Linked DNA regions of Zea mays: region 2 is linked to region 1. Evidence: chromatin contacts called from public Hi-C data. All regions are on one chromosome and are shown on one strand. Each heading gives the region's core, a stretch centred on a gene start, on an enhancer-like site or on the middle of the called end of the contact. The rest is flanking DNA. Distances are from core to core; before and after follow the strand shown.

Region 1 (7,437 bases), core at 3,269-5,768:
TGGTCGAGCCAGGCGGCGATCTCCCTGGTCAGCTACTGCACAACTTTGCTACACATTTTTTCTTACGGTTACCATGCAGGCAAGGCCTGCCTCCGTAACAAATCCAACTCTCCCGCAAGACAACGACGAGCCTCCGGATTAAAGAACGTTTAGTTTTTAGAACTAATTTTTATTCCCTCTATTTTATTATTTTAGTCCCTAAATTTACAACTTTTAATGGCGCCTCAGCAAAATGTCAGCAAATGTTAGAGCATCTCCAAAAAGCTTTCTACAAAATAACTTCTTAAAATCAGTTTAAGCGGCATCTAAAAAATTAGTGGGGATAGATTTGAATCATTTCTCCAACAGATCCCTTAAAGCAGCAGATTGTTTCCGGGGAGTCTAAAAATCCCCTCATTTGTATCTACAAATGAGGGAGTTTTAAGGGTTATGAAAAAGTTGGGAGCATTTTACGAGAACTGTTGGAGACACGTTTTTATGCTTTTCTAAAAAAAACTTGATTTAGAAGAGACTTCTAGGAAGCTCTTAGAGATGCTCTTAGGTAGTGTTTGGTTGAGGAGCTAAGTAGAACGGAGTCGTTCCATCCCTGATTATAGGAACAGAGCCGCTCTGTTCTGTGTTTGGTAATCTGGAACGGAGCGGCTCTGTTTTTTGTTTGGTTGTAAAGTGAACGGAACGGAGCGTGACTGTGCGAGCGGGATGGGAACGGAGCGGCTCCGTTCGGTTGATTTTTTTGGAGCGAAATGGTTCCGGATCTGAGGAGAATATTCCCTAATTGAAGCCATTCTGTTCTAGTTACTTTATAACCAAACAACAATAAAACTGGGACAGAACGGCTCCGTTCTACTTGGTTATTCAACCAAACGCTAATGCACGAGCCATTTCAGTCCCACCAGGATCCACACTTTTAACCGTCACATGACTGACTGGACGACTTTGTCGCGCTTACTTCATAAGTAAAGCTAAACGAGGCAAAAGAGAGACAGAGAGAAAATGCATCATCTGAAACACTACACATCTTGGGACAGGTGAGGATTCAACAGCAAAACCGAAAAGGGTAGAATCACCTATCATCATGCTGCTATTCAATATTCATGCCGCAACAACAATACAGGCGACCGGACCTAATTTCATGGCCAATGGAGCCAATTTACAAGCGAGTACATGGAAATGATGCTCCTCAAAACAATTAGTAGGTGTAGGTGGGTACATATAGATCTCCAACAAAACCTACAGACCAAAAAAAAAAGTCTCATGCCTAGAAGAAAAAAAAGGGGAGGAAATAAGAATGAAGAAATATAAACAGCCGCGCCGCCAAGTCGATGCCATGCTGAGGCATTTGGATACAAAAGAACAATACTACGCAGAAGCACCTTGGCATCTCTCTTCTTCTACCCCCACACCCCTTTCAGTTACGCTGGTGCTGCCGCCACCACCCACCCTCCCTCTACTATGAAACCATCTGATGCTATCTTTCTGCATCCTCCGGAATGGACGACAGCCTCTCCTGCTCAAGGAACGACGAGTCGAGAAACTTGGCGACGAACGCCCACAGCCTGTAGACGTCCTCGAAGTTGGTGAGGAACCCGAGAGAAGCGGTGACCACTTCCGTCCCGACGACAGCGTTCTTGCGAGTATTCTTCTTCTCGCGGCGGCCGCTCGCCGCAGCTGGCGAGGAGGAAGAGCTGAGCCCCACGTCGGCCGCGCCGTGCCTCTGGCTGTCCGTGAGCCGGATGTGGCTCAGGAACCCGACGCCCAAGGAGAGGCCCTCCTTCTCCGCCAGCTTCTGCACGGTCTCAGGGTTGATCAGGGAGGTTCCGGACCCGCAGTCCTTCACGTTGAACGCGACCGCTGCCCCGCGGTCGTACTTGATCTTCGGACCGTATATGTAGACGAGGGGGGGTGCCGCTGCCGCTGCCGCCCCCTCGCCGTCCCCTGAGTCGGGCAGCCGGAGCTGCAGCAGCGACGTCACCAGCCAGTTGATCAGGTACCGCAGCCTGAGCGTGGTCTTGCTGAGCCCCAGCATGTTCACGTGGTCGAGGTGTCTGCAGACGATCTCGGGCTCTTTCCTTCCGTCCTGAGCCTCGTCGTAGTCGCTGTACGCGTCGTCGTCGTTGTCGTCTGCCATCGCGTATCCAGATGTCTCGCCGGCATCCGAGTTACGGCAGAGCCTGCTGTCGTCCATGGTGAACGATACCTTGCGCCCCATGCTCGACACGCGCTCCGGTTCTTCTACTCCGAAGAACCTTCCTCCTCCGTTGAACCTTCCGTTGTGTGCTTCCCGCCTTCCCAGCAGGCGGAAGTCGCCCTCGTTTTCCCTTCTGATCGCGCTCTCCTTGGTCTCCGCTTGGGTTTCTGAGCAGATCTCCGATGTGGAGCCGTTCTCGCGGGCGGTACAGGTCCCGAAAACGGAGGTTGCACTGCCTTCAGCAGGGCCATTGGCACAAGAAAACTTTACGAACCTCTTGTTTACTTTACCATCTCTGTTGTCTTCTTCAATCTCACTGATATGAATGTTCTTGATGCCGTTACGTGAATGGTCTTCCTCTGGAACAACTTCCACAGGCCCTGGCTCTTGTGATACCGACCTCACGGCTGCATCAAATGACAAGACATGCTTGTCATGAACAGGGCTCCTTGACAGTTTGGATGGCACCTTCGGCGACGCCTTCTTCCTGCCAGAAAACCAGGACGCTGGCAACGGAGAGCCCAATTTCCCCTTGCTTGATTGCTCTGAATGGTCGGAACCAGGTGGGCTCTGTCCCAGATCAACCCAGAAGGAGTTCTCCGATGACTCATCCTCACTGAACACGGGGCTCTTCATCACCTCTCCAACAGAAACACTCTCGCTCTCTTCATATATTGTGCTGGCACCATCTCTGTCTGAACTGTCCTGGTCCATCTCGCTCTCGATAACCTCCCTCACCTGCGCCGATGAATATGCGCCTGAGAATGCAGGCAATTGGGATGCATGGTGACTGTTCGAGGCTGACCCCTCCTCGATTGGAATGATGTTATCATCCTCCAGCCCGTCGAGGACACCATCAAACCCATCAACTGAATCACTGAGATACTGTGGGAAGACCGGCACAATCCGCACTAGCCCTGCCCCCGTCCCGCCGCTTGGGCTCTGCAAGCAAGCCATTACCGACTTCTTGATCAGCAAGCATCCAAAGCCCGTTGGGTCAGCCCCAAACACCCTGTAAAATGAAGTTATGATGAAGTCTGGCCGGAACAGAGACAGCCCCAGCGAGTCCATGTCCTTAGGCCCCAGAGCCCCAGCATCAAGCAGGACATGCCAGTGGTTCTGCTGAGCCAATGCCATCCACTGGTACGAGTACTTTGCCCCCGTCACCCTCGACTGCACAGGGAACACGAAGAGGCCAGTGGCGGAGTCCTTGCGCCGCCGCTTCTTGGTGGAGATCAGCTTCCGGAGCTCCGTGGTGCAGATCTTGAGCGTGGGCCACTTGAACCAGGCGGAGTATGCCTTGGCTCCCTTGTCACGCGCGACCTGCGTCATCCAGTTCACGGACTGGGACTCGTGGTCGAACATGGTGAGCAGGCGCTTGTTGGTGCCGAAGGGGTAGCACTCGGCGAGGAGCCGGAAGGCCGAGCCGCGGCTGACCGTGAAGACGAGACAGTACTCGGACTCGGGGATGTTGAGGTAATCCATGATGCGGTTCTTGATGTCGTGCTCCGCGGTGCCCTTCTCGGCGGCGCCGTAGAGCGCATGGTTGCTGAGGTTGGCGGTGATCTCCGAGAGCGTGAACGCCGCTGACGAGTCCGCAGGGTTGCAGCTTTGGAGGTAGGAGAAGAGGCCAAAGCCGCAGTAGTCGAGGCATACCTTGTCCAGGTGCGGGTACTCGTCGGCGCGGAGGCGGTCCACGTCCGACGCGGACGCGTAGTTGGGGTACATGACGAGGAACTTGGCGAGCGCCTCCTCCAGCACAGGGAGCGCGTCCGGCGACTGGAACGCGCGCTCCGCGGCCAACGCCGTCGCGCGCAGGAAGTCCCTCTGCGCGTGGAGCCGCGCCAGCGACCGCGACCGCCCCACGGACCCCTCCTCCGCACCGCCGTCCCCTCCATCGAGGAGCGCCACGTCGCGGGACTTGGCGAGGGACCCGTCCTCGGACGCCTCCTCCAGCGCCTCCCGCAGCTTGCTCTCCTGCAGCCGTCGCCCGCCGCCGGACCCCGCGCCCGCTCCCGCCGGCGGCGTCCGCGGCGGACGGTTCTTCTTGTCCAGGAGCAGCGCGGCGCAGTGGGACAGCGGCTTCCACAGTTTCAGATGCATGGCCGCCCGCCCGCCTGCCCGCGCAGAAATCCGGGACCTTTCCTACAACATCCGATTCCCCACCGCCGCCGATGGCCCCCTCGCGAATTCTCGGGATCAAATCAGCCCGCGATCGAATTCGACGCGGACAAGGGTCTCTCCTAGGGCTTCGAGGGATCGACGGAGACGGACGATCGGGCTGGGTGCCCTCACCGCTGCGGAATCTGGATCAAGGAACAGAGCAGAGAGAGAAGGGGACAGGCGGAGGAGTGAAAGGAAGAGGAAGCAAGGGCCGAAGGGGAGAGAGAGAGGACAGACGAGGAGGAGGAGGAGGAAGCGGAAGGGAGTTATTGGAGCACACCAACTCGTCTGCACGGAATTAAAAGCAGGGGGTCCCAATCCAAGCATTTAATGGCGACTCCACAAAATTGTTTGGCTGTATTTTGGATTTTGCTTCATCGGTAGATAGATTTCGATCTCATCTACGGAAAAAAAAACTAATGTACAGATATCCCAGATTTGCCTTTCGCTCGAAAATGCAATCTGTACTGAATCAAACAATCTTTGGAGATAAATGAGCTGTGGCAGATTTGCATTGCTGGTGAACTCATTAATTACTGCTTGCACTAGAGTCCTTAAGAAACCTCCTTGTCCGGTGGCGGTGAGCCGGTGACAACTTTTAAATTAAAATAAATCTCGCCTTCTGGAAATTTATAATTAACTAAATCTATAAGACCAACTACCGTATAAAATATTATTTTACATTATTTATAAAGTGAAATTTAAAATAAATAAAGAGTGAGATAGAGAGTCTACTGAAGATAGTTCAAGACGTTATATTTATTTCACCGGATATATTGAATATATCTTTATAACAAATAGATTTTCAAGGTACAAATGTAGATATTATTATTTTTATAAAGTGTGGCTTATTTTAAATTTAGCGTTAATTATTTTTAGTACGGAGAGTGCCTCATTTTGTCTTACATGACATTTTTCTACTATTTTTCAAGCAGAAAACATAGTCATTTGATTTTTTTTCTATTCTTCTCACTATACGTGTTTACACCTTGGGGTTGAACATTGTGTTACGCTGAAAGTTTTGGTTTGTCGGAGAAGATGGGAGTGGAAACGGGATGGGTCATGTGCATTGACTTTGTCCCGAGGAAAGTAAAGATATTCTCCTTGGGGCCGGGATTCCAGCTTCTGATCTGAAATGACTGGTTTTTCATGTACGTTCAATTGGCCATGGCTCAGAAAAGTCCAACCTCAGCACACACAAAAAAAGAGCTTCTTCAACGCTGCATCAAAATGGGACCCGACCTGATTCTTGTCGCAATTTAGGAACTCCCAAGTCCTAATCCTACATGTTTTGTTTTTCCAAACCTAATGATGCCCAGCCAACTACTGCTTTTCTTTTCTCCCCCACGGTACCGTACCGCGCGCTATGGATGATATGCCAACGAAACTGAATAATAATGCACAGAGAGGGCATTGCAGCCCACAAATTAACACATGATCGCCAGCTCGCCATGCCCAACTAATCTCAGAATCGCTAGTCCTGCTCCCAGCTTTCAAGAGATGTGGAAGACAGGTTTGCCCGAACGATGAAGCGAGCTGGTGTTTCTCATCCTGGAGTCACTTTCCTGACAGTTGGCCGGCGTCCATGTCGTCCAGGGATCATCAGTGCTTAACTGACGGCTAGCACTGCGATAGATATAAACAAGTCGTAGCAGAAACGCCCTGCAGCACACGTACATTGGCAGCCCAGCAAGTACGCGAGAGGGAGGGCTGAAGCTAGCTACCATCGCGTAGCAGTCCCAAGTGGAGTAGCTTGTGGGGGGAGGGTGGGGAAGAGAGTGTAGTTTAAAACCCTTCAATTCAAGGCCATGCTGTGGTTCTTGCAATGGCAACAAATGAACAGAACCACCCCGGCCCGAGTTGGGTTCTGCTGCTGCAGCATGGCCGTCAGCTTTATGTACAAGCATCCAAACCACACTTTTGGCGGTGCAGATCAAGTGTAAATTATTGATACACCGCCCGTACAAGTAATAAAAGTAGTTTGGCCCAAACTCTTGCCGAATGTCAGCTAGCTCAGACATGGGGGGTCCTCGTTTGGGAATTTGACCACGGTTACCGATAAACCTGCTGCTAGTGGTGGTAGCGTAACCATGAACCACTAGGGATAAAAGAAACCGCACCAGGTGCCGACGAGGCTTGGTTTCAGTAACTACTCTTTCTGATTAGGCCGAGGACTCTTTGCTGCGTTGCGTAATAAGCGCGATGGCGGTGTTTAATTACGCAGATAAAACTCTCGACTGGTCCAATGTCAACCTGAAATCCGGGTGACGCCGTGCCGCCATCGGAGCTGCGATGTGAATAATAATAATAGACTAGAGCAGAGAGCCTGTCCTGCTGGCTGGAGATACTTTTTTTTTCGTAGAAACTGCGTGTGTGTGGCCCTTGGCTTCCTCTGTGCGGCCATGTTCACGACGCCTTGCAAGCTCCTTGCTTGCTGTGCTGTGCTGTGCATGACGCTCCTCGCTGTTCAGGCATCATCAGTCCTTCACCTGCACAACTCATAGCTCCCTCCAGTTTCCAGCAATCAGCAAACACACATGCGCACAGCAGATTCTGGGGGTGAAAAGAAAAAGGGTTTCCATAACACAACACTACATGAACTAATTAATACTCCATCGGTTCCAATTTATAATTCTAAGCAGCCAGAATACCTGCACAGACTTCTTTTCCCCCTCCCCATATACAACAGCAGCAGCTGATGAGTCGAAACTGACTGCCTAAACAGTAATTTATGCGTACCACTAAACTGACTGCATAAGTGCTCTGACTTTATTAAAACCCAATCATGCGCGCGATGACCCGGTCGACGCAACATTATTGGACGGACAAAAGCCCACCAATGCGACAGTATCTCTATCCTTAAAAAAACGACGGAAGATTATTGAACTAATTTAGGTCAATGCCCATGGATGGCGATCTCTCCCTTATTTATTTATTTATTTTTTGTCTTTTTCTCCATGTGGAGCAGCGTCCATGGCACTAATTTAAAGCGCGGCATGAGGTCCATGATTCAGCATACAGTAGCTTTATTTCTAGAAGAATGTGTTTATTAGACTGGTTCCTCTTGATACCACACAAGCTCACAG
Region 2 (7,437 bases), core at 2,963-5,462, 530 kb after region 1:
CAAAGAGACCCGTCTATAAGTGCCGAGTTGAGACAAGTAGCCAACGGCTTTGCTTATAGGGTCAAGAAATATTCTGGGTATGACATCAATGGATACCATTTTCGCACAACAAACTATGACAAAAGTTGGCCCAATCAGAAAACAACGTGTTCTGAAGTTTTTACGCTCGGCCTTGACGATGTCGATTATTTTGGATAAATCGAAGAAATATATGAGCTCAATTTTTATGGTTCCAAACCTCTTACTCCAGTGATATTCAAATGTCATTGGTTTGACCCTCAAGTGATGAGACGGACACATTCTAATCTTGGGATAGTTGAAATTTGACAAGATTCCACCTTACCAGGAGACGATGTCTATATCGTGGCCCAACAGGCCACACAAGTGTATTATCTCCCATATGCGTGCCAAACGAAAGAACATCTTAAGGGTTGGGATGTTGTGTATAAGGTATCGCCGCATGGCAGGTTACCTGTTCCTAACGATGAAGATTACAACTTAGACCCGGACATATATGATGGAGAGTTCTTCTAAGAAGATGGGCTAGAAGGGCGATTTGAGATAGACTTAACCAAAGCTATCAGAATGGACGTAGATATTGAAATGGTTGTTGATGAGGAGGATGATGAGGTACAAAATGATAATGACTTAGTAATCCTTGAAGGCAATGACATTAATGACGAACTTGCGTCTTCCGATGGTGTTGAGATTGAAATAGTTGATAGTGATGATGAGAGTTATGATCCGGCTAACCCCGACACATATGAAGATTATTTTTAATCGATGTAATGCTATATGACTTTTTATTTCGCACCTGTCTTTAAATACATCTTTTTATATGTGCTTATTTGTTTACTCTTAATTGCAGGTTTTTGGACAAATATGGTCGGCGGTAATTAGCTGAGGAGGAGGAGGAGGAGGAGGAGTAGGACGGCGGACGAGGCAGAGCAGGCGGCGCCTTAGGACGACGACGACCAGCAGCAGGACAACGATGACCAGCAGCAGGACGCCTCAGGTTTTGGCGCCTCAGGTTCGAGGAGCATCTACCTATGAGGTCCCGCGAGTCTCCCTCAGTGTCCCATACTTCAGGACAGGCGACCGCTGATTCGGCCGGATGGGGAGAGGTATGTAACTTTATGTTCTTCATTCTTGTTCATATTATGTGTTCAAAATTATAATATAAACTAATACTTTTTATTTATCACTTGGACAGGTCTTGGACGGTTGTGGATTATGCTGGGGGTCATCGTTGCCCCCCAATAGCATCCTCGGCCTGCTGTGCAGGGAACACTTCTCTGGAGTGGTTGAGTACGTTGGAGTGACGGGCCCAGCCTACACCTTCGACCACTATGTCGTCGCCCCCGATGTAGTAGACCGGGACAGCCGAGAATTCAATAACAAGGCAGAGCGGGTGAAGCAAGAGCTGTGGGTAAGTCTTAGTATAATGTAAAATATGTCACATTCGTTGCAAATTTTTGAAATAATGTATGGATACATCGTTTTTGTATACAGGATTTCTTCATATGCGAGGCTGGATACGAGGCTAGGGCGGATATGGTGGCCACCACGAGCTGTAAGAAGCTCGTCGTGGACATGCACTATGAGGCCCGAATCCAGGCCATCATCACCTACCACGGCTCCATCCTTGGAGAGAAGGTGACCAAGCAGCAAGTCCGAACCATGTCGTTGACCAGGGACCAGTACCCGCATGTAAAGTCATGCATGTTTGGTACCAGTACTCCATGCATGAATTTTATTTTATCTCCTGATATGCACTTTACGTGTTTACTTTGTAGATGATTCCACATTGGTGCATCGCACATCCTCTGTGCTGGGAGCAGATGGTGGATAGGTGGTGTTCGGCTGAGTGGGACGAGGCGCACAACGCTAGTCGGGAACGACATATGATGATGCAAGGTCCCTTCCACCACCAAGGCGGGTGGAGCCTGGGCCAATATGCCGAAGCATGGGTACGCCCTCTTTTTTATTTAGGTATATAGCACTGGATTAGATACTATTTCTAACTATCTCGTTGGTTTTCTTGCAGTCGGCGTCACATGGTGGCCGGCCTTGCTCCACCTTCTCGGCCTATGCTATGGCTCATAAGGGCAAGGCGACGTCCGACGTCACCTACAACCCGGATGACGGGCTCGAGGCCTACACCAACCCCACTGTCTACAACCGCCTTCATGACTACACCGCCATGGCGCAGGAGGTCCATGGCCCAGATTATGATCCGAGCACCGAGCCGATCGACCTCGATGTGCTCATGAGGGTCGAAGGAGGCAAGAGACATAGACGGTACTGGATTGCCGACGGGGCAATCGACTCGTCCTCCACTCCCACTCTATCTCAGGTGCGAGCAAGGAGCATGGGCTCGAGTCCAGCCATACGACCTCGGCACGATAGCTCACAGCATCGCATACAACAACTCGAGGTTAGTGCTTCTGTAACTCATCCTTCCTTAAGTTATATACCTTCTCTTTGAGTTACTATAACGTTGGCTTGTAATATTACAGACCCAACTAGAAGAAGAGAGGAGGGAACGTTAAGAGATGGAGGCGAGGATAATGACGGAGCGGGCAGCGGCTGATCAGAGGATGGCGGAGATGTTCCAGTACATGCTTGGCGCCGTATAGGGTTTCGCTCCACCACCTCCATTGTTCCCTGCAGTTGACCCTGCTCTGTTCCAAACTCTTGTGAGTATCAAAATTGTAGTTACATGTTGGTAATGCATCTGGTATAACACATGCAATCTCTTCTCTGTGCAGGACCAATCTGGGGCGGCATCTAACAACCCTCATGAAGGGTTTAGCCCAACGCAGCACCAGTCGAACCGCCCACCTCCATGAGAGTTATGTTTTCAGTATTTCGAACACAAAACTTATGTTGGATACTTGTAAGAGCTTGTGAACTTGTGTTGATACTTCTGAACTTCTGTTAATACTGTTTGTGTTGATAACCTCTCAACTTATGTTGAATACTTATGTCAGAATTTGTGTTAATACTGTTTGTGTTGGCTATATATGTCTGTGATGATCTGTGATGTATATATGTGATATCTGTGAATATCTTTTGTTTGTTTGGATGAAATAGAGAAAACAAATAAAAAAGGTGTGTACTGGTCACTTTGCCGAGTACACTCGGCAAAGAGGTGCTTTGCCGAGTGTCAGGACCATAACACTCGGCAAAGAACCAAGACCTGGGCACCAGTATAGGTTCTTTGCCGAGTGTAATGGCTCTGGCACTCGGCAAAGAAGCACGCTTTGCCGAGTGCCATACTAAACTATCGGTAAAGTACCTGACATGGGGACCCCTCTGGCGGATTCTTTGCCGAGTGTAGGTAGTAGACACTCAGCAAAGAGGTAAATTCTTTGCCGAGTGTATTAAAAAACACTCGGCAAAGGAGTCGTCTTTATCGAGTGTTACCTGGGACACTCGACAAAGACGCCGTCTCCGTCAACCGGCGCTGTAACGGCTGCTTTTCTTTGCCGAGTGTTCTCTGGCACTCGGCAAACCACTTTGCCGAGTGCCCGAGAAAAAAATACTCAGCAAAGAAGGCTTTGCCGATGCACTGTGTGCCGAGCCCTCTTTGTCGAGCCGAGTGTTTTTAAGGCTTTACCGAGTGCTTCAGGCACTCGGCAAAGCCGTCGATTCCGGTAGTGTAGAGAACAAAGAGATAATATTATGTATGTTCTCTGGCTCGTTCCAAGGTGGTCGAGCTCGACAATACCCTAAATAAACTGCGCTCTAATTGGGAGCATAACTCTATAATTTTAGTTGTGGCCCTCGGTCACAAGTCACAGGTGTTATATTAAACACGGCTAGGGCCAGCAAGCTTCCTTCTTTCGCTAAGTCTAGCCAACATAATTCCTAAGGACTCGATCTCTGATCCAGCACCCGAATGACTGAATCTCCTAAGGCTGTCTCCAACAGACTGTGTATATGTATGGTATAGAGTATACACCATTTAGATATTCGAGTTTGAAATAGTAGGAGGTTATGCGAAAGTTGCTGGAGAGTGGTAGACTCTAACGCCCCTACTGTGCTGGCCACCGACGCATGCAGAACCTAACGTAGATGCCAGCACACTACCTCAAGACACCACGGTGACTTTGTCCGCAATTTATCTTGTCTTGGGTCTTAAGTTACGACTAGCTACTGCATTCTCCTCTTCCTTTATAGTTTATACAGTACTAGTTTATTATAGATAAATTTAATTAGACATCTAGAGGCTATCAACAAACACCTTGCGTGCCTTCAACCAGGTGTGGTGGAAGTGGAAGTCACCAATTTCTCATCCGGCACCAATTAGCTCACGAGCGTTGCTAAGCTGATCGGCGGCGACTGAGCGACGTTACGCAGCTACCGCCAAATCAAAGAGAGGAACATGTGCGATTGTGCGAGTGCGATCCGGTCCCTTTCGTGGAGTGACCTCGACGAACTGGGCCATAACTAGTCAAGGCAGGGGCATAAGGGCTTTAACCCTGGTGCACTGACTGGGCCGACATAGGTTCAATGGAGAAATCATAAGGCCCAACGCTCGCGAGCTAAAACCTCAGAGAAAAAAAAGGGTGACTCACTGACTCCACTGCTCCACCCAAAAAAATGGCGGCGGCGCCGGAGGAGCTGCTCTGCGCGGCGGCGAAGTCCGGTGAAGAGGGCGAAGTCGCTAAACTCCTTGCTTCAGGAGCTGACGCGACCCACTTCGATGCCGACGGCTTGACGCCGCTGATGCACGCGTCCGCGGGGGGGCACGCCGCCGTTGCGCGCCTCCTCCTCGACTGCGGTGCGCCCTGGAACGCGCTCTCCCCCTCGGGCCTCTCGGCAGGGGACCTAGCCTCCGACCCCGACACCTACGACCTCCTCCTCGACCACGCCATCCGCTCCGAGCTCGTCCTGGGCACCGTCGCGCGGCGGCAAGCGGCCCCCGCGAACGGTCCCCCGGCCGAGAGCTACCTCGAATCCAGGGTCTCGTTCAGCGAGGAGAGGGTGATGGACGCGGAGAGCAAGGCGGTGATGATGGCGTGGGAGCGGCCGCTGATGGAGGCGCACGCGCGGGCGGTGTGCCAAGGCGGCGGCAAGGTGCTCAACGTGGGGTTCGGCATGGGGCTCGTGGACGAAGCGATACAGAGGTACGGGCCCGAGGAGCACACCATTGTCGAGGCCCACCCGGAGGTGTACGAGCGGATGCTCAAGCTCGGATGGGGCGACAAGAAGAACGTCAGGATCGTGTTCGGGCGATGGCAGGACGTGATGCCGCAGCTCGGATCTTATGACGGTATACTATAGCTTTTACCTTTGCTTATTCGTTTATTGTTGCCATGTTTGGTCATCAATGTTGCAACGCTTTATTGTCTGAGGGTAAGTTTTCTGTTGTTCAATGTCCTAGTTGTAGGTGTGTGTCTCAAGTGAGATTTTCATAGGTTGCATTGCATTATCCTTGGCATGCCCTATATAGGTATTCTAGAGTATGGGGAAGTTGTGCAAAGCTGAAGGACGGAAAATTGTTGGGAGTATGCTCCGGGTGAAATTTCCATAGGTTGCATTATCCTTGTGGTCCCCTGGTAGGGATTCGAGAGTATGGAGAAGTTGGGCAAAAGCTGAAGGTCACAAAATTTCTCGAGTATGTATCAGGTGAAGTTTCCATAGGTTGGCAGGAATTCAGGAGCATGAGGAAAGTCGGGCAACAGCTGAAGGAAAGAAAATTGCTGGCAGGCTTAAGAGAACTACAATAGTACTCCCTTTGGTCGTCGATATTAGATGACAGGATTGATAAAGTAAGTAGTAAATTTACTGCTCTACCCCTGCTAATTGCTGACGAGAAAGCAATAAATCAGTGTACCCTGTTCGTCTGACCGTTCCTCAATTACTCTCCCTGTTCTTTGCCGTTGAATGCTGCTTTCCACATCGCTGTGCTTGCCATCCACCGGCATGGCTCCACCAGTACTGTGCCCACTGCCCAGTGACCTCATCCACTATTTTTTTTAGATTATGGAAACAAAATGTTCTAGCCTTTTGCAATCTCTTGCATATGGCCTTACAAATCGAAAAAAAGACAACCATCCATCATAAACATACTCAGAAGGAAAACATCAACAAATCAAGCTCCCTCTAATCTAGCGTTGGACCACCTCTAAATATCGACATACCGCAAGGACTTCGTGTTGAGATTGTTCTTTCTGCAACAATCTCCAGAATCTGAGCCATCATGTTGCCCTGAAAAGAACCTGCATAATTGATGATTTTGGTTTAAAAGTAAAGACAACATCATTGCGACAAAGTCAAATAGACCAAAACATTGCCGCCACTTCAATTAGGAGTTTTTTTCTTTGTGTTGTTCCCTTGTTAGCAATCCAGGACCCAATTATATAATTAATATTGTTCGATTCTCTATATTTATGGCAAAGTAAATAATTCTCTAAATATTTCTAGTAAGGTAACAATCAAATAACAGATGTTGAATAGACACATTTTGATTACAAAAGCTGCATTTTAAACAACCTTTCCAACCTCGCTTAGCTAATTTGTCTTTAGCTAATGTCCCTGGTTCCCGGTGTTCACTTCCTCCGCTGATAGTGTTATGCTCAGCCAAAAGGGATGGCAATCGAACATTGATTTGAGAAAGTGAATTGCTGAGATCAAATGGATCGTGTTTGGATGACTCTCATGTTTCTCATCTAATCCATCAGAGTACAGCATGCTACACCACCGTTAAGAACCCCTTGACCTGCATTGGTGCCCTCACTGAAGCTCGAACCTCCATCATGACTGGACCTCAGATCTGAAAGGAGAGGAAGAAAGATGAATGTATGGAGTGTGGGATGTTCAAGATAAGGGCTTCCACCAGTAAGCTTGCACCTGAGACGTGAACATGACCTTGTGGGCTACAATATTCAGCTGTGTCTCCACAAACGGCCTCATCCAGGCAATCTTTGCCTGAAGCACACTGGCTGCTAGCCAACTACTGCTCATTCCGAGCTGTACTGTACCTGAGGATACTGTGAGGAGCATGTTTGGAGGACAGGGACTGCCACTGCCAGCCAGGAGATGGTGGTATCGACGGCATGAGACAACATGGAACTCATGGTGGGTGCCTCTGTTATTGTTGCCAGGTTATTGTTGCCAGGTTAGACCATGTACAACCCAGAGCCCTTGGTTCAGTTTTTCAAGTATAGGAAACAGTTAATAGACTGCATAATACAATCAAGAGCCCCTACATCATAAATGTAGTGAAGAGAATATATATAGAAAGTCGTGTAGAGAAGGGCTCTTCGTGACGTCTCTTGGTTTTTTTTCACTAAACCCCCTAATTAATGGGGTGAGCAGGGGCATTAGTGGATATGATGCGTTTAATTCGGCCAATTTTTTCCAGTGACAAGTACTGTTGCACTTTTCCAGAATCTCAGAAACATCAGGTATTATTGACTGGAGGGA

What was found. A called contact is a pair of places that touch in the nucleus more often than the background predicts.
Region 2: a Hi-C map of ear shows a contact between it and region 1, with 1.8 times the contacts expected there. The contact joins the promoter of LOC100286312 here to the promoter of LOC100501764 in region 1. A contact is called at or near these places in 2 of 25 Hi-C or Micro-C datasets (ear and tassel).

What each region holds. Positions count from the first base shown.
Region 1 is chr5:6,344,927-6,352,363 of Zm-B73-REFERENCE-NAM-5.0, forward strand. LOC100501764 reads right to left here and starts at 4,519. Exons shown (of 1, transcript NM_001196426.2): 1 at 1,070-4,519. The coding sequence starts at 4,291. The coding sequence ends at 1,469.
Region 2 is chr5:6,879,499-6,886,935 of Zm-B73-REFERENCE-NAM-5.0, forward strand. It overlaps LOC100286312 (arginine N-methyltransferase 2), which reads left to right and starts at 4,213. Exons shown (of 2, transcript NM_001159199.1): 1 at 4,213-5,281. The coding sequence starts at 4,609.